4 separate regions of the Mus musculus genome follow, and regions 2, 3 and 4 are each linked to region 1. Evidence: chromatin contacts called from public HiChIP or PLAC-seq and promoter capture Hi-C data. All regions are on one chromosome and are shown on one strand. The core of a region is the stretch at or near the end of the contact, and the rest is flanking DNA. Distances in the headings are between cores, read along the strand shown.

The links. Promoter capture Hi-C pulls out the DNA fragments that hold promoters and counts their contacts. HiChIP or PLAC-seq counts read pairs in DNA pulled down with a chosen protein or histone mark. Capture Hi-C pulls out chosen DNA fragments and counts their contacts.
Region 2: a promoter capture Hi-C map of erythroid cells shows a contact between it and region 1, with 23 times the contacts expected there. The contact joins the promoter of Tmem250-ps here to the promoter of Gtf3c4 in region 1. A contact is called at or near these places in 1 of 39 promoter capture datasets (erythroid cells) and 1 of 9 other capture datasets (liver).
Region 3: a contact with region 1 is called in a promoter capture Hi-C map of liver, with 2.8 times the contacts expected there. The contact joins the promoter of Entr1 here to the promoter of Gtf3c4 in region 1. A contact is called at or near these places in 3 of 39 promoter capture datasets (erythroid cells and liver) and 2 of 9 other capture datasets (liver and pancreatic islet).
Region 4: an H3K27ac HiChIP or PLAC-seq map of embryonic stem cells shows a contact between it and region 1, with 7 times the contacts expected there. The contact joins the promoter of Notch1 here to the promoter of Gtf3c4 in region 1. A contact is called at or near these places in 1 of 39 promoter capture datasets (pre-B cells), 1 of 484 Hi-C or Micro-C datasets (CD4 T cells) and 1 of 115 datasets of contacts at active chromatin or transcription factors (embryonic stem cells).

The regions. Positions count from the first base shown.
Region 1 is chr2:28,837,933-28,842,280 of GRCm38.p6, reverse strand. Gtf3c4 (general transcription factor IIIC, polypeptide 4) reads left to right here and starts at 1,921. Exons shown (of 5, transcript NM_172977.3): 1 at 1,921-2,398. The coding sequence starts at 2,054. Ddx31 (DEAD/H box helicase 31) reads right to left here and starts at 1,875. Exons shown (of 20, transcript NM_001033294.3): 1 at 1,421-1,875. The coding sequence starts at 1,429.
Region 2 is chr2:26,137,939-26,142,286 of GRCm38.p6, reverse strand. Tmem250-ps (transmembrane protein 250, pseudogene) reads left to right here and starts at 1,781. Exons shown (of 2, transcript NM_001256521.1): 1 at 1,781-2,148; 2 at 3,374-4,348. The coding sequence starts at 3,485. The coding sequence ends at 3,904.
Region 3 is chr2:26,387,176-26,391,523 of GRCm38.p6, reverse strand. It overlaps Entr1 (endosome associated trafficking regulator 1), which reads left to right and starts at 2,208. Exons shown (of 10, transcript NM_026563.3): 1 at 2,208-2,375; 2 at 2,459-2,608; 3 at 2,964-3,032; 4 at 3,853-3,968; 5 at 4,213-4,348. The coding sequence starts at 2,306. Pmpca (peptidase (mitochondrial processing) alpha) reads right to left here and starts at 2,176. Exons shown (of 13, transcript NM_173180.3): 1 at 2,092-2,176; 2 at 1,386-1,588; 3 at 1,214-1,293; 4 at 947-1,029; 5 at 346-440. The coding sequence starts at 2,159.
Region 4 is chr2:26,501,909-26,506,256 of GRCm38.p6, reverse strand. Notch1 (notch 1) reads left to right here and starts at 2,435. Exons shown (of 34, transcript NM_008714.3): 1 at 2,435-2,759; 2 at 4,298-4,348. The coding sequence starts at 2,699. It overlaps Gm35978 (predicted gene, 35978), which reads right to left and starts at 2,330. Exons shown (of 2, transcript NR_132655.1): 1 at 1,428-2,330; 2 at 910-1,093.

The DNA.
Region 1 (4,348 bases), core at 672-3,171:
TTCACCCACTGAGACATCTCACTGGCCTCTATTGCCTCCCCCTCCCCCTTTTTTTTTTTTTTTTTTTCCTTTTGAGAGAAGTCCTCACTATGTGGTTCTAGTTGTCCTGGAACTCATTATGGTCTCAAACTCAGAGATTCAATGGCTTCTACCTCCTCGGTGCTGGGATTAAAGGCATGTGCCACCACACCCAGCCTGCATTATCTCTTAATCACTTTTGAAACAACAGTTGAAGTAACGATAAAATCTGTTCACTCAATTAAATTTTGAATTTCTTTTTCTTCTTCTTTTTGTATAGTTGAGGATGGAACTCAAAAGCCTTGCATAACTGGGTAAGCAAGATGCATGTTCCTGCTACAGGGCTGGGCATATGCCACAAGCCTGATTCAATGCTGCTGACCTAAGGCAGCTGTCTACTTCCTCAAAGGAAACACAATTGATTTTATTTCTATTACTGGCACATAGCAACTGCCTCTAAGGACCAGACAATATGCAGTTATTGCAGGTATCCCATTGGAGTCTCATAACAATCTTCTATAAAACAAATTCGTGTTCCTATTTATGGATAGGAGAGACTAACTCCCCCCAAGTCACATAGACTACTGTATTCCAAAGCTGACATCTATACCAGCCCAGGTCTACCCTACAGTAAATCCTATGCCCTCTCCTCCACTATCCGGAGGGTTGTCTGTATTTCTCCTCCCACATAGTTTCAACTATACCAATGGCTTGCTGAAGAGTCCTTACTCATCACCTTCTAAGCTTAATAAGGTCCCTCCTTCCTTCTACCAAGGTGCAACTAGGCAGTGGGTGTGTTAGTCAAAGGAGTTTAAAAGCATTGGTTGACCTGAAACTGGCTGGGCAATTTGTATTTCATTATTATCTTTTGGGTGAGGGGGATGAAGCCTCCTATCACATCTTCCCACTTTCAAGAAGATAAACCAGCAACCCTAAAACCATCTTTTTGCTGTAAGAGTCACTTTTCTCCTCTCGAGGGAACGGATACGTGGATGAAAACGTCCCGTTTAAAAGCTCAAAGAACCGAGTCCAGTCTCCATTCCTAACAGAAGTGACCCTTCCTGCCAGCAGAAGACCTGGCTCCCGACAGTTAAGACCTCATGTCTCAGGCATTATTTTCCAGCTTGGATACACCCAGCCTCCAATCCTTATGCTGACTAGTCCCCCGTCCCGTCCCCCCCTCCCCCCAGCTAGTCTCAAGAACTTGACTAGTTACTACAGCCTGCAATTCTAACCTAAGTTCTCAGACAATCTCAGGAGCCCGCCGGTCTCTTGCTCCCAAGGCGGGGTTCCCCGCTCGTTCACGTGTTTCCGAGAGCAGCCCGGCAGCCCCTCTGGACATCTTAAAGAACTCGACCGGACCTGATCACTGTGGCACCTCCCGGGCTGGGGTTGCACTCACCCGCTTCATCTGGACCTGAGTGCGTCCGAAGCACGTCCTGGAAGGCCGGTCAGGCAAAGTGCTGCAGACAGTAGCCAAAGCCCAAGTGCGGAGCCGCGGAACCAGCAGGGAGCCCAGGTAGCACGTGGAGAGGGAGGATCTTCGCAACTATCGCCGGTCCGCCGCCGCCCCTTCCGGGTCCGGGAGCCGGGACGGCACGCACCGGCGGGAGACAAGAGGCCTCACACGCCTCCGAAACCGGAAGAGGCCGAGCGCCGCCCACCCAGCAGGGTCTCCTTTAGCCACCACGCTGGTCTTCTCAGCTTTTCAGTCACCCACGGAGGCTCACTCTCCCGTGGGCTCTTAGTCGGACCTAGCACCCAGTGTCTAGGAAAGGGACTCTCTGAAGCGCCCACCTTCTCCGCGTGTCTGCAGGCGCGCCTCGGGTCAGCCCTACCGGAGCGCACTTTCCAGACAGGCAGCTCCACGGCCATCTAGCAGGGTGGCGTTGCCTAGCAACGACGGGGTCCTTTCTGGCTCGGTGGCGCTCGGGGCCTGCGGGGAGTGAACGGGCGCGGAGGGCGCTGGGAGAGGCCGGGGCAAGGTGGCGAGCGTTCAGTGTGCCGGTAACCCGACCTCCTCGCTCCTAGTAAGATGAGCGAGGCGGACCAGGCCCTGGTGGGGCCCAAGGCCGACGAGCCCTCGCCGCCCGCAGAGGAGAAGGACGAAGGGGGCGGGAAGGAGGCGGCTGCCGACGCGGCCCCCGGGCCCAGCGCCTCGTTTCGCCTCATGGTGACTCGGCGGGAGCCTGCCGTGAAGCTGCAATACGCGGTGAGCGGGTTAGAGCCGCTCTCCTGGTCTGAGGACCACCGCGTGTCTGTGTCCACGGCTCGCAGCGTCGCCGTGCTGGAGCTTATCTGCGATGTGCACAACCCAGGCCAGGATCTGGTGATCCACCGCACCTCGGTACCCGCACCTCTCAACAGCTGCCTCCTCAAGGTAAGTCGCCTCCACCGCTTCTCCCGCGGACGCGCCACGGATCCCAAGGGAAGCTGGCCTGCACCCGGCTCTAGGATTCCATGTGCATCCAACTCTTAATGAAGGGGCTAGCCTCGCCGCAGCTTTTAAAAAGTCGTGCAAGCGTCTTCACTGTTCCTAGACACCCCCGCCCCCCCAGCCAGGATCCGCTATCCATTCCTTCATTACTGGTGGATGGAACAGTTAGAGCCGTTAGCCCCGGGATTTCTGGAACTCTTGTGACTCCACCCCGCAGCTGACCCAACCCCTGACCTGTCTACCGTTGCTCCTATTGTCTGGGGCCAACTCCCCAGGCCCTGGGCTGGCTTTGTGTTTTCATTCTGTAATGCAAGCGCCCTCCTCTCGCGCCACTTTTGCTTTGAGAAGAAAAACTGATCTATTTCGTTACCTGTTTGACGGTTTCATTGTGAACGGTCCTTGTGTCTCCTTGGGTAGACAGCTCTTAAATCTGGAAGTGTGATGAAAAATAAAACCTCGGAGAGCATCAGGTGCTTAGACTTCCAAGTCCAAGGTCTCTGTAACTCTATAAATTTACTGCCTTCAACTTCATATAACCCAAGTTTGCTCCTGAACTGTAGAGTTTCTAATTTTTGTTGTATTAATGTAACCATTTTCAAACATGGTTTACTTTAGTGAGCGATGTTCCTTTTCATAGTCTATAAATGTAAAAACTTACTTTTATTTTATTTATACCTTCTGTATGTATATGCAGTAGGTAATCTGTCAAAGTGGGTGTGTGTCAAGTGAGTAGGTGCCCAATGGAGTCTGGGATAAATCAGAGTAGAGACAGCCCCTGCCCTCAAGGAGGTTATTTATCCTTTGGCAGGTCATGAACAAATAATGTAGTCTTAATATCATGGTGTGCTATAAAGCTATACACACGTATAACAGTATGCTTATTTGAAAGTAAAGTTTTTCCATACTCTTCTAGACAGCCATTCCAAATCCAGGTGATTAATCACGGGTACCATTTGAGTAGCCTGAGCTCTTTTTAGCACACTTGATTCAAATTTCAAACACACTGTTGATTTGGATAATATGTTTATTTATTTTTTTTTTATTTTATTTGGTTTTTGTTTTTTCGAGAAAGGGTTTCCCTGGCTGTCCTGGAACTCACTCTGTAGACCAGGCTGGCCTTGAACTCAGAAATCCACCTGCCTCTGCCTCCCAACTCAGAAATCCACCTGCCTCTGCCTCCCAAGTGCTGGGATTAAAGGCGTGTGCCACCACTGCCAGGCCTTTTCTCTTTTAAATAGCATCTTGAGCTTGATAATCTTGCCTGGGATTACAGACTCACAGATTTAATTAATTATTCAGCTTGACTGACTGAGTCATGTAAGATCCTAAGATCTGAGTGAAATGATTCAAATATAAACTGGTAGTGCTGTTGAAGTGATAAACATAGGAGGGAGGCAGAAGAAAGGTGCTGAAAAGCTGCACCCTCTGCTGAACTTACTGTTTCAATGGATATTCCAGTGCCCCTCAGCTAGGGAAAGTCTGGGCCTAGATGGTAAAAACTGACTGTTTAACAGAGAGTTTGGTGAAAGGAGTAGGAGGGGAGGCACTTAAATCAGAGGAGGTCACTGAGTCTGTAGCAGTCCCAAGAAATGATAGTGTTTGGTTTATCAGGAAGCTCAGAAAGGCTACTCAAGGTGGCAAGCGAGGCATCCTGCTCATGCACATGGATCTTTCATCATGAGTGGAGCTATGTGTGACTGTTTCTTGAGCATTGATGAATCGCCTGGAGCTGAAGATTTCTTCTAGAGTCAGAGAAAATGACACCAGTTTAGGAACTAGGAAGGTTAGTCCAGGAAGTTTCTTGAGTGCTGTTTCAGTTCATGAGGATAGTGTGATCTGGTATAGTTCAGGAGTGTGAGACTGCTTGGGCTAGAGGTAAGCAGATGATTGCTG
Region 2 (4,348 bases), core at 532-3,031, 2.7 Mb after region 1:
AAGTGAGTTCCAGGACAGCCAAGGCTACACAGAGAAACCCTGTCTTGAAAAACCAAAATAAATAAATAAAATAAAATAAAATAAAAATTTAAAAAAAGTCTGGGACATGCCGTGCACAGTCCCAGCAGGTGGCGCCAGGCCACTGTCCAGTGCTTGCCCACTGAGAAGCCCAGAGCAGATAGCAGGGTGGAAGCTGACAGACAGACTTCAGGTAGACTTTCTATGGCGGGACTGTCCTATAGCAAACAGAACAACTGAGATTGGATCCTATCCTTGGGGATGACCCTGCTGTGGTCTGGATCATTCTGGAATCAGTTCGTGGGTGGTGGTACCCAACACTTCCAAGAACTAGCAGAAAGCAAGAGAGTAGAGGTCACAAGAAGCATCCTTTAGTGAGACGTTCAGGGTGCTTTCAGTCTCCGTCCAGTGGTCCAACATTAGAGGCCAAGAGCTGTCAGCAGCAGCTACCTGCCCAACCTCAGAGGGAGAGAGCCTCAAAGTCAGAGGTGTAGAGGACTCTGAGGGCTCTTACAGGAGCAACAGGGCTGAACAAGTGGAAAGGGACAGAGGGACAGAAAAAGTAGAGAAACTGGACATCTCTAGTAGGGACAGAACCAAGGGGGGAGCTAAAGGAGGGGACGATCAAGAAAACAGAAGATCATCACTCCAGGGTGACAGAAACTCAGGCCAGGGGAGGAAATGCTTCTTATTGTTTCGAGACAGGGTCACATAGTCCAGGGGCTCCAGTTGACTTAGACTTATTGTAAGCATTACTTCTGTGTGCATGGTGTGTGTGTGTGTGTGTGTGTGTGTGTGTGTGTGTGTAAGTCAGAGGGCAACAGGAGGGCATCAATTTTCACCTTTGTTATGTGGGTACCAAGGATTGTTAATTTGGTGGCAAGTGCCTTTACCCACAAGCCATCTCACTGACCCAAGATGTGTTTGACATACTCTCACCAAGAAGACCTGGCTGGCATAGAACTTACAGAGATCCGCCTGCCTCTGGAGTGCTGTGATTAAAAGAGAGTATAATGACATATGGCACATTCACTTATTTTTACATCTATTCATTCATTTGTGGGCTGTACTGGCAGGATGTGCACATGCCACTGCCTGTAGCTGCTCTTGGTCTTGCGTGGGCTGGGGCCTCCAAGTGTTCCCTGTGAAGTGCAAAGGTGCCTTGCAGCCAGCCCTAGGTTCCCCTTTCCTGCAAAGGGTCTGTTTCTCTTCCCTGGGAGCCTGCATTTGACGCCTGGGTAAGCAGGAGGGTCAATGTAGGATAACCCTGTAAGGCTACTTTCCGGTCCGTCATGGGATGATGGCCTGACCCAACCTTCTCTCCACATCCTAGCAACAAACGCACACATCAACTTTTAACTGAAACCTACCACACCTGCTTGCAGGAACCTGGCAAGGTCATTTAGACCGGTGACACACCAGCTTAACTCTTTCTTTTGGCGCTTCCAGGATCCTTGTGCTCTACAGCGAGTACCCCTAAAGCACGAGATCGCTTCATCTGCAACCGTCACTGCTCTCTGGGTGCCAGCGGCGCGCGTTGGGACACAGGAAAAACTCCACCGCACCACCAGAAAGGAGACAAGCTCACACCACAGCGAGAAAGCCCCTCCCACACTCGCGCACGCGCACTGACACGGAGAGGACCAGCCTCCTCGCCCTTAGTTCTCCCATCTGCGCCTGCGCGGGAGAGCTAAACTCACGCTCCGGCTGAGGCCGCGGGCCAATGACGTCACGGTCGGCTCACGGCGCGCGCACGCTAGTGCGCGTCCTCGGATAATGAGGAATTCCTGGATGCTCCGCGCGGGCCCGCGGTGGGCGCTGCGAGGCTTCACCGTGTCGTCGCGGGCGGAGGGGGCGTGAAGACCGTGCTACGGTGGCCGCCGAGGGACAACACTACGGCTCCCACGCTGGGACAAACGCCTCGGGCCCGGCCCGGGAGCGCCCTCCCCTCCGGGCCAGAGCCAGCCGGGGGCAACTGAAGGGCCGCGCGAAGCGACCCCGTCCTCGGCGGCATGTGCCCGCCTTGGCGTCGCACCCCCGGGGCACAAGCTCAGCCGCAGGCCCGGTCCCCAGCACCGTCGGCCCGCCGCATGGTTCCGGACACCGGCACCGCCACGGAGAGGGCACCGGGTGAGCCGCCGAGGACGGGCGGGGACCGGCCACGGACCTAAGGGCCGTCTCCACGGCAACGGCGCCCCGACACCGGAAGTGGCGCCCGCAGAAAACGCGGGCTGAGGGCCGGGGTCGCGCGTAGCCTATGGCTAGTGAGGGTCGTATCTCCACGCGCCGAGTTAGCGGGCCTTGGAGAGCTGGATGTCCTGCTCTAGGGTCCCGTGCTCAGAGACGCGTGCCCCGCGCCGGGCCGCGCCATGGCATGCACCTCCACCCGAGTACACCTGCTGCAGACCGCATCCCCCTCCTGTGCGGTGTCCAGTGACACGCCTGAATGAGGCCATTGCCCTGTCTAGCTGGGTAAAACATAGCTAAGCCTCCCCGGCTCGGGACAGGTTTCCTCCCACTGCGCCTCGGCCGCAGCTGCGCTGGCGGCCATTTGCTCAGGACCTACGGCGGTGACAGAAGCCGTTGGAGTGGAAGTCGCAAAAGCCTGTTGGCGATGTTGCCCTGTCCTGTTACCAACTTTTGGTCTCTAGTGTCCCATAGTTTGAAATTTAGTGTTTTTTTTCCCCCATATGCAAATTAACATAGGCTGCTGCGAATGACAATTGCTTGGTGAAACAAGGAACCACACGCCATTTCTCCTCTCTGTGTCCCAGTTTGGAGAACTCTGACACTATGTCCAGCCTAGATAAGCCAGTAATGCTTTTGTTGTGTACAGGCAGCCCCAGGGAAGAGGTCTTGGTGCCTCAATTTACGGAGCAAGATCAGTGGGAGGTGAGATGGTAACCTGCCAAAATAATGCCAAAGTTCAGGCCCAGCAAGTAACCTTAGGGGCTTGCTATGTGGACACCCCCTTCATCCCAGTCCTCTTGTGACTCTGCATGGAGTGTCCTTGAAGGGGACTGTTATAAGTCACTATGGAAGTAATGGGGAGTACTGGGCAACCAGTAGCCGGGTGTGTGGGTCTTCAAGAAACTAAAGAGTGAGCTTAGCTAGAGCACTACTGTCCCCGTTTTATCCCTGGCAGTCCTAGGGACCCTCTCCCGGCCGGCGGCTGCTGAGGGGCATAGTTACTGTTGCTTTCCTCTCCCAGCACTGGGAGGTAGAATGTTAACCATTGGCCTGCACAGGCTGAGGACTCATGAAAAGAGTCAAAAGTGCATCCTTGGGTTGCAACTGAGTTACTGACAGGGACACCCTTGAGCTCTCACCTGGCATTCTGTATTTCTCCCTGCAGGCCAGCACCTCCCCCAAGGCTCAGCTGAGGGCTCCTAGACGCTGATGACACCTATGCTGGCCATCCGGACACTGCACCGCCACTGCAAAACAGCACTGCCGCCCAGGCCCAATGCCGGTCATGCCCATCCCGCGGCGGGTGCGCTCCTTCCACGGCCCGCACACCACCTGCCTGCACGCAGCCTGCGGACCGCTGAGAACCTCTCACCTGGCTCGCACCAAGTACAACAACTTCGATGTTTATGTCAAGACCCGCTGGCTCTATGGCTTTATACGCTTCCTGCTCTACTTCAGCTGCAGCCTCTTCACAGCGGCCCTTTGGGGCGCGCTGGCCGCGCTCTTCTGCCTACAGTACCTGGGTGTCCGCGTACTGCTGCGCTTCCAGCTCAAGCTGTCAGTGCTGCTGCTGCTGCTGGGGCGCAGGCGCGTGGACTTCCGCCTCATGAACGAGCTGCTTATCTATGGCATCCATGTGACCATGCTGCTGGTTGGGGGGCTGGGCTGGTGCTTCATGGTCTTTGTGGACATGTGAGGGCCCACCCTCCATGGGGCTCCTGATTGTGCCATACCTAGCTTCTCTCTTGGAGGGTGGGGCTGGTAGGGGCTTTTTTTTTTTTTTTTTTTTTTTTTTTTTTGCCCCATCCTGGAGGTAAGGCCTGAAGCACACACTCCCATTGAGGGGAGAAAAGGGCTGAGACTACTCTGTAATGGGAACAGCACACAGTCTCGCTGTTGGCTTCTGCGCTGTCCTTGCTGTGCACGTTACCAGATGTGCTGTCCCCGTTAGCCTCTTGCCTTGGGTTGCCTGTGTGTTTTCAGGTTGTCCAGTGGGTGGCCTGTCTGTCTTTTTTCCACCTTGAGACCTTCTGTGTGACATTCTCACCAACATCAGGCCCACCCAGTGGGACACAAAGGGGTGCCTTTGGGCTGCACAGCCCCTTTATGTGCCCTCCTCCTGGCTGTCCTCAGGGACCCA
Region 3 (4,348 bases), core at 959-3,458, 2.5 Mb after region 1:
GGGCAAAAAGCAGCTGGCAGGGCTAGCTGCTGCGCCCTCTCCCATCCTAACAGGACTCAAAGACTCGGAGGATAAAGGAGACCAGGCAAGAGAAACTTCTGTAGGCATGGCATTCATGCTTACACACGGGATGAGGGACATTTCTGAGCAGAACTTTAGTAAACCCTTTAAGGTCTCGTTTAGATATATTAAAGGATGAAACATTGTGTAGAACACTGCAGGCTTGTTTCAGCACTGGCACTCTCCAATGATTGGCACATGAGTGCCCGGCTCTAACAGTGCCTCCCCACAGGAAGTTATAGCCCTTCCAAAGCTCCTCCTGACCACCCAGCCTCAGAGCCACACCTGTCAGTCGGGGGTGCAGAACCACATCAGCCAACAGATCCACCACAGTGTCCAAGCCTTTGCTGTCAGCAGACACAGCATACATGGTGGTGTCTCTGAAAGGAAATAAGCCACAATAGCAGGTGCATGGTTTACACCAGATAACAACTCAGTCACTGAGGCCCTTCATGCCAGCAAAGACACTACCACTACCTCTTTCTTGGGTGTGAAGGCCTTCTGGGAGCCACAACTGCCCACAGTGAAGCTCTCCATGAGATACTTTGGAACCAGAGGAAACTGGTTCTCCTCTCTTCACAGAGGAAGTCTCTCACTCAGGGCTTCCTAGGCCTGGACAAATAACCAGCTGGTCTAAATGAAGACTGGTTTCACATGGACACATGCCCAGCTTCAGATAGCCAGCAGCAGCCTGCCTGTTTAGCTTAGCATTCTTCCCAGGTAAAGGCCTGGACAATTAAAGGTCAAAGGATGTCAGAGAAGAAACTAGTATGGAATGCTTTCTGTCCCCAACATCAGGCATGCTGTGGATTTTCAGAGAGACTCTAAGAGACTCTGACCAAGGATGAGGAGGACATGATGAGGAGGACAGATGGACATGAAATACCTTGAGGTCTGGCAGTCACAGATACCACCATGTTTTTCCAGCGTAAGCAGGATTTCGTCTTTGCTGTCAAATCGAGCAGTGGACTATAAAAATAATTAAGCTTAAGTAAATAACCCAAAATCCATTAAGTGTACATTTGCTTTCAAACACACAAAATCATGTCAGAAGTCTTTTGTGAGCACCAACTTCATATTCAGATCCTTAACTAATACAAGTTCTTAAAAAGGAAAACTGAAAACTTATAAAAATTACAAATTAGACACTGACCGAAAATGCCAATTTTTCCAAAAAATGAGCTATTCCACTAAGATATTTCGCTTCATATCGTGATCCTGAATTAATAAGAACTGGTAATAAAAAGAAAATGGACAGGTTAAGCCAAATATTCAAAACATTTAATCAACAGAAAGTTTTCAAAACAATGGCCAATAGAACTTACTTCCTACGGTACAGAATTGTCCAAACTTATTTTGAGATGCCACACGAAGCCCATTGTCCAGAGTGGTAACTTTGGTTTCAAACTTTTCCTGTCCATCAACTGTTGCAAAAATAGGCTTGGGTACTCCAGGCAAGGGAGAAGAGAGGGGGATGTTGGGGTAGGTGGCACCACTGCTGAACCGTCTGTGTGCAGGAGATCCAAACCTACAGCAGAGCAGCAAAATATTTAGTCTTATTTTATGTCACGGATGTATGTTCATCACAGGCATGCCCGTTGTCCATGGAGGTCAGAAGAGGGCTTTGGATCCCCTGGATAGTGGAGTTATAGATAGATGGTTGTGAGCCACCAAATGGGCGCTGGTAGCCAAACCCAGGGGAAGCAGTCAGTAGGCCTAACTACTGAGCCATCTCTTCGACCCCGGTCTTTGGGGCTTCACTGTCCACTCTGATCAGCAGGCTGCGTGAGAAACGAGTTCCTGTGCATATGGGCCTGGGCAAGCCCGGCCCCTCAGGGCTTCGCTTTGGTCTAAAGGCTCCAGCCGAGGGACTCTGCCGACCACTCCCAACCAGGTTCCAGTCCCCAGCTCCTTCTCCAGGCCCAAGGCGCCTGTGCTCTGATCCAGAGGCCCATTCTTCTCTTCCAGTTCCCCCCGGTACCAACTCCCCCGAGTCCTCCCTTCCTCGCACCGAGACAGGCCTCGGCTCACCTGGGCCGCGCGCACAGCACCGCAGATCCCCGAAGCAGCCGCGCAGCCGCCCACACTGCCGTCGCCATCGCGCCGCCGCGCTTCTGCGGTCACTTCCGCTTCCGACCCCGCCCCGCGGCGTTCGGCGCTGGCTTCCGGCCCGCCGAGCCGGATGAGGCAGGGGCCGGCGACTGCCTTGCGGGCCATGGGGCCGCGGCCGGGTTAGGGCGCGGCGATGTCGGGCTACGCGCGGCGGCAGGGCGCGCCCCCTCTATCGCGGACGCGGAGCCTTGTGGTTCCCGACGGTGAGCGGCGCGCGGCTGGGGCAGGGCCGGGGGGCGCGGGCGGCGGCGGCCCGCGGTGAAGCCGCTCTCGTTGTCGCTTACAGCTCCTGCGTTCTATGAGCGCCGGTCTTGTCTCCCCCAGCTAGACTGTGAGCGCCCCCATGGCGGGGACCTGCACCCCCATCTCTTCGGCTTTCGGCCGACGTTTATGTGCTATGTGCCCAGCCCGGTGCTGGCTTCGGTAGGAGACACAGGTGAGAGTCGGTCGGGGCGCCGGCCACAGTGCGGAGCTGGGCAGCGCGGGGAGCCCTCCCCACAGCCCGCCCGCCCGCCTCAAGGCAGGAAGGTAGTGCCTGGTGGAGCTCGGAGGCCACTTAAGCCCACCGGCTTGGGCAAGGCCAGGGGCTGGACCTAGCGGGTCTGCGTTCCACCTGCAGCTGCTCTTAGAGCGCGCAGGGATGTGTAGTTTACCGCATCCAGCCTCAGAAGACAGCTTTCTAGTCCCAGACTCAGTGGGAGTCAGGCGTCTGCGGTCTTCACCTCCCTGGACAAACGCTGCAGTCATAAGGCTTGCTGTGATCACGGTGAGCTGACCATGTCTTTTTGCAGGTTTTGGCTATGGAAAGGGGAAATGTACTAACCAAGGTCCTTCGGGAGCCCCTGAGACGCGCTTTGGAGGTAGAGTAGCTCAGTGGGTCTTCTTTCCCTCTTAGACTCAGTGCCTGGCAGGGGTCTGGCCATGGGCTTTCAGGATGACAGGGTTTAAGGGGTATATACCTGGAGCCCAAAAGAGCAGTGGAGCCGGGCAGTGGTGGCGCACGCCTTTAATCCCAGCACTTGGGAGGCAGAGGTAGGCGGATTTCTGAGTTCGAGGTCAGCCTGGTCTACAGAGTGAGTTCCAGGACAGCCAGGGCTACACAGAGAAACCCTGTCTTGAAAAACCAAGAAAAAGAAAAAAGCGACATAAGATGTAGGTGTTATGAGACCCACATAAGCAACTGAGTCTGATAGGTGTGGAGGTAGAGGCTGGTCAACTAGGGTAGTTGGAGAGAAGGTCAGAGGAAGGGATGGCATAGAGCAGTTCCTGAGATGCACTGTGGCATCTCAGCAGCTTTGAATCGCCTACAGTAGCCTTCAGCCCACTGTGTTGTGTGTTTGTGTGTGCGCACAGGGGGTAGTATGTGTAGGGGGGTGGAGTGAAGTCAGCCTCAGCAACCTACAGGCTTTACTGGGGAACTGGGCATATGACTCAGAGGTAGATCAGTTACCTGAATGTGGGTGGACCCCTGGACTTGACCTTTGTTTGGCACAGCATTTTTTGTTTCTTTTAAAGTGGCAAGGGTTGTCTCAAGGAGGCCAAAGGGTGAGAGCCTGCATATTCTCTAACCTCTTTGGCAGCTCTCATGTTCTGTAATGTTCTTTGAGTTACAGTTGAAACGTGATGGTAACACAGGATGTTGGGCCCTTTCACAGTCTTCTGTGGTGTTCGTTTTTTCAGGTGACAAACTTGAAGACCTTGAAGAAGCCAATCCATTCTCCTTCAAAGAGTTTTTGAAAACCAAGAACCTCAGCCTGTCAAAAGAAGACACGACCACCAGCCGAATTTACCCAAAGGTACATCTGGGAAGCTGTCAGTGGTTGCCTTAAAGGACATCTCTTGTACCTTACAGCTTTGGAGGCAGACACTTGAGTGTGGGGAGCAAAGCAGGACAGATATGGCTGCTGACAGAGAGACTGTGTATGGGTGGAACAGCTGCTTGGCCCCCTTTTGGTAGATGAGATGGGCCTTCTTTGTGGGAGCATAGAGAAGGCTGAGCATTGGCTTCCAGTCTGCAGTGTTTCTCTCCACTGTTTTTAGGAAGCCTCAAGGCACCCACTGGGACTAGAGCACAGCTCCCCTGCCTCCCAGCTCATGGGATATGGCCTGGAATCTCAGCAGCCATTTTTTGAAGACCCAACAAGAGCCAGCAACCTAGAGGAGGATGAAGATGATG
Region 4 (4,348 bases), core at 1,186-3,685, 2.3 Mb after region 1:
ACAGACACGCTGTGGTGGACACAGTGGTCAGAAGGAAGCACCCTTTAGGTTGGACACTTCTTGGATCGCTAAGTCCAAGCGTTGTAAGCAGTGGGATTCCGAGGGTGGTGATCTGGAATGTTCCTGTAGCTGCCTGTTCTGACAGCACCCCACTCAGGACAGAACACTCACACCCTGGACCACTTCATGCTTGCACCCCTTCCCTGTGTTGTCCTCTTTGTCACTCCACCCAAGCATACCATGTGCCCTGAACTGGCTTGACTGACAGTTACTCTCCTAGGGACATCTCTGAGCCTCTCCTGAGAACTGGGTAGTCTCATTCTACCTGCACCCTAACTTCTGGGTCCCACAAGGCACAAGGTGAGATCCTGCAGGAGGGAGAGGCACCTGTAGCCCAGGCTCCGGAGGCCTAACCCCCCTGGTACTCCTGGGACTCTATGCTGCCCATCATACCTGCATACAGACCTGCTCCCTCCAGGACAACCAGGCCATGCTGGTCTGCATTCATGATGCGATGCAGATGCAGGTGGTTACAATGTTACAGGTCTATCAGCAACAGAACATCTGAGGCTGAGTGAGTATTTAGCAGGAAGAGTGACAGCTTTGGTTTTGGTGTGTGTGTGTGTGTGTGTGTGTGTGTGTTGTGTGTGTGTGTGGTGTTGTTGTTGCTGTTGTTTCTGTTGGTTGGCTGGTTGTTTTTACCCTCCAAGCCCTTTTCCTGGTAGACACAGGACTAGAAGGACCAATATCTCCTGTCTACTGTGTGAAACAGCTTCACACCCACTTGCCAAGAACTTGAGCCCTGCCCCCCACCCAGGCCATTTTTCTGGCTCAGCTGTCCCAGGGTTCCACAGCTAAGTTCTCCTGCCTGTGTGGTTGGCCTCTACTTATAAAAAGAGCCAACAAGTGTTTGTGTTCAGCTGGTCTGCTGTGCAGCCATACTCATTGCTAGACAAAGACAGTGGAAGAGATACAGACACCCATGGACAGACGGGATGGCAGGTAGGCAGATGTCGCCAGGTCAGCGCAGGTCTCCAGACTCCAGAAGGATAAGGCCTTCTTTGTATCCAAGTCAGGCTGCCTGCTGACAAAGCTGGAATATAGTCGACACATAAGCAGTTAGAGGCCTTCAGGACCCATCTCAGAAGAGGCACTTGCAGTCAGGCGTTCCTTCTATGGAACTGCTCTCTGGAGCTGCAGATCTCTTATATAAATATTTCTGTAGCATTGGGCGCTTTTTCTCTCGGGTACTGACCCCATGCTGCTAACCCCCAGGCTTGAGGCCAGTTTCTGAGAGGAGCAGGAGATGGGGGCTGGACAGCTGTTGGCACTGGCCCTTTAGTGCCTTTCAGGAACAGGTGTGTCAAGGGAGATGGGAGGGTCCTAGGACAATATAATCTGGGGCCCTTATTCCTTGTTGAACTCACCACCGTGTTTTAGGATGGGGAGGTGTTGTTCGTTCCAGATTCCATTGAACTTTAACTGCAAAGGGATAAGGAAGGCATCTTGGACGCCCAGTGCTAAGCAGCTTAGCACAGGATGTCCAAACATCAAGGTGGAGATAAAGCATGAGAGGCTGTGTTGACGCTAGCAGTCATTGTACTGGAACTCTGCACTTTCCCAGGCCACCTAAGTCGGACACAGCCAGGGACCAGTGAGAAGGGTGACCGTGGAACGTCTAGACTCGGGTTCCTGCTGGGAATCGAGAGCGCAATCTGTCCAGCAAGGCACTAGTCCTTGGGGAGTTCCCTTAGGGAGCCCCGAACTCCCTTCTACAGAGGCTGCGGGCGCGACGCCATCATCGTTTAAGGTCAAGCGTTCCGGAAGTCATGGCTAAGAGTGCCTGGCCTCAATCCTCCTGATGCCTATAGCCGAGACCAAACAGCTCCCAGGAGTGGAGCCCTAGGGACAGGACACGCGCAACGCTGCCAGGGCGCCACATTTAAACTCCTGCCCCAGGATTCCCCCCAAACTTGACTTCAGCTGCTCCTGCCCACGGTCCTAGACCTAACTCCAGGATGGAGCTGGTTCCCCGTGCAGCTTTCCTTTCCCACAAGACCCGTACCTCCTCTACTATTGAAATGCAAATTCTGGCCAAATGTCGCAGAGGGCGGCTACACACAAAGCCTGATCCTTCCGCAGCGCCAGCTCAAACTTTTGGTCTCTGTAAACTTTCGAACAAGAAGTAGTTCCTAGATGCCCATTCCATACACCCCTCCATTCCTCCTTGTCTTGCGAACCATAAGATCCTTAGATCCTGGCTCGGGACGCGCTCCCTAGCCCGGACAGGCGCAGAACCCACCAAAGCGCTGGGAGGGACAGGGTCCACAAGGGGGTAAGGGTTCGCAGGAACCAGGGGCGGAGCCCGCTGGGATGGGGCGGGGCAGGGGCGGGCCCCCATAGGGGCGGAGCGCCCGCCCGCTCAGAGCCTCACTAGTGCCTCTGCCGCGGGAGGGAGCGCAGGGGCGTGGGGCGCAGGGCGCGGGCGCTGGGCGCGGGTGCGAGCGCAGTGAAGGAACGAGCCCGGGTGCCTTGTAGGGCCCAGCGCCGCTGAGAGCCCAGCGCCGCCCACCCGCCAGGAAAGAGGGCATCAGAGGGTGGACGCCTGCGGGACCGCCGGTGGTGTGCGTCAACGTCCGATCCCCGCCGGCCACCCCAAGAGGCCGCCGCCCGGGCTGCGGGCAGCTGGCGAGCAGGCATGCCACGGCTCCTGACGCCCTTGCTCTGCCTAACGCTGCTGCCCGCGCTCGCCGCAAGAGGTAGGCTCCCGCGAGCCCGCAACTTCGGGCGCCTTTCAGAAACTTCTGTTGCGCCCTGCGCACGCTTTGGGTAGATAGGAGTAAGGGACCAGCTGCCAGAGTTGAGAGCCAGAGCGGGTGGACGGGACCGTGGGACCTGGTGTCCTGGCGTGTGAGGAGGACCCTTCTCTTTCCAGGGGTACCCACTTTTCTCATAGCGCCCAAAGACGCTGGAAGTGTGGTATGGGGCCCCGGAGGCCCAACCCTGGCTCGCACTTGGGTAGACGCTCCTGGGGCTCGCCGCGGGGGCGGACATGCTGCTTGCGCCTCTACTTTTCGATTTGAATCGAATCGGTTTTGGTTTCCTGTTGCTTCTTGGGACCATTTATTTTCATTCTTCTTTGCCTCCGGCCCGTGCTAGGGCGGATGTTGGGGTGCAGTGTGAGGTCAGGGGCGCTATACTCTCGTTGCTTACTTAGAGCGGGGCAGAGACGATGTGCCCTGGACTCCTAGTATGGGGTTTTGGGATCGCTGTCCCCTAGCCGGAATCAAACTTTCGAAGAGGGGCGATGTGCAGGCGGCTTGCTGCCTAGGGTGGGCGTGGGACTGACTCATTTCGGAAGTTTGAAAATCCTGTGCTGATTGGAACGGGAGCCGGAGAGGGGAGCCCTTATTTCCCTTCCGGCTTCACAGAACGGGGTACTCCTGTTGTAGTAACCAACTGCACTCTTCTCCCAGTAATCGAAGGAGAGAACTGCCTGCCCTTTCCTTAAAAGTGGGGTTTTATGTGACGCTCGAGCTCAGCCCTACATCGAGGCTTAATTTTTAGAGCTCTTTAAGATGGCGTGGGAGGGGCTTGATTAATAATAGCCCCTTCCCGAGAACGGGGTGGAATTCCTTCTAAGTGGGGTTTCTAAGACCCCCTCCCTGGGTGCGGCGGGGGCTGCCCCTGGAGATGCCTGCGAACAGGTATTGGGTGTCGGAGTAGGCGGGGCAGGTCTCCGGGTGCGGCCCCGCTGCCCCAGGAGGCGGCCCTGGCGCGACAATGGGCCGCTCTGATTCCCGGGCCGGCGCTTTGTTGGAGGGCGGGGTGGCGGGCTCCGCAGCTGTCGCTTTTTCCCACGATCCGGGGAGCTGAGTGTGGCCACCCCCTCCCTCCTGCGGTCCCCTCGTATCTTGTGTTTGAACTGAGGCAAGGGTGGAGGCTTGTCGGGGGGCTTTGCTGGGCACCTTAATCCCCTCCCACTTTGGCTGTGTGGTTAGAAGTTTGGGAGAATTTGCTAAGTCTTTCTGTTGCCGTCCACTTCGCCTCACTATGAGTGGGGCGGTACACCTGCCACCTAGCCAGCCTATCCTTTCCCCACTAGTTTTTGACTACAATACTGTGAGCAGAACATTGATTCGTAAGCCGCCCCCCCCACCGCGTCCCGCACCCCCTCAGGACTGCCAATAACTCTAGTGCATAGGCACCATGGCTTTAATCTCCGTCCACCATCAGGACTATAAGGAGTTAGGTGCCCAGAACCAAGCCTGACCTCTCTCTTCTGACCTTCCCCCAGGCTTGAGATGCTCCCAGCCAAGTGGGACCTGCCTGAATGGAGGGAGGTGCG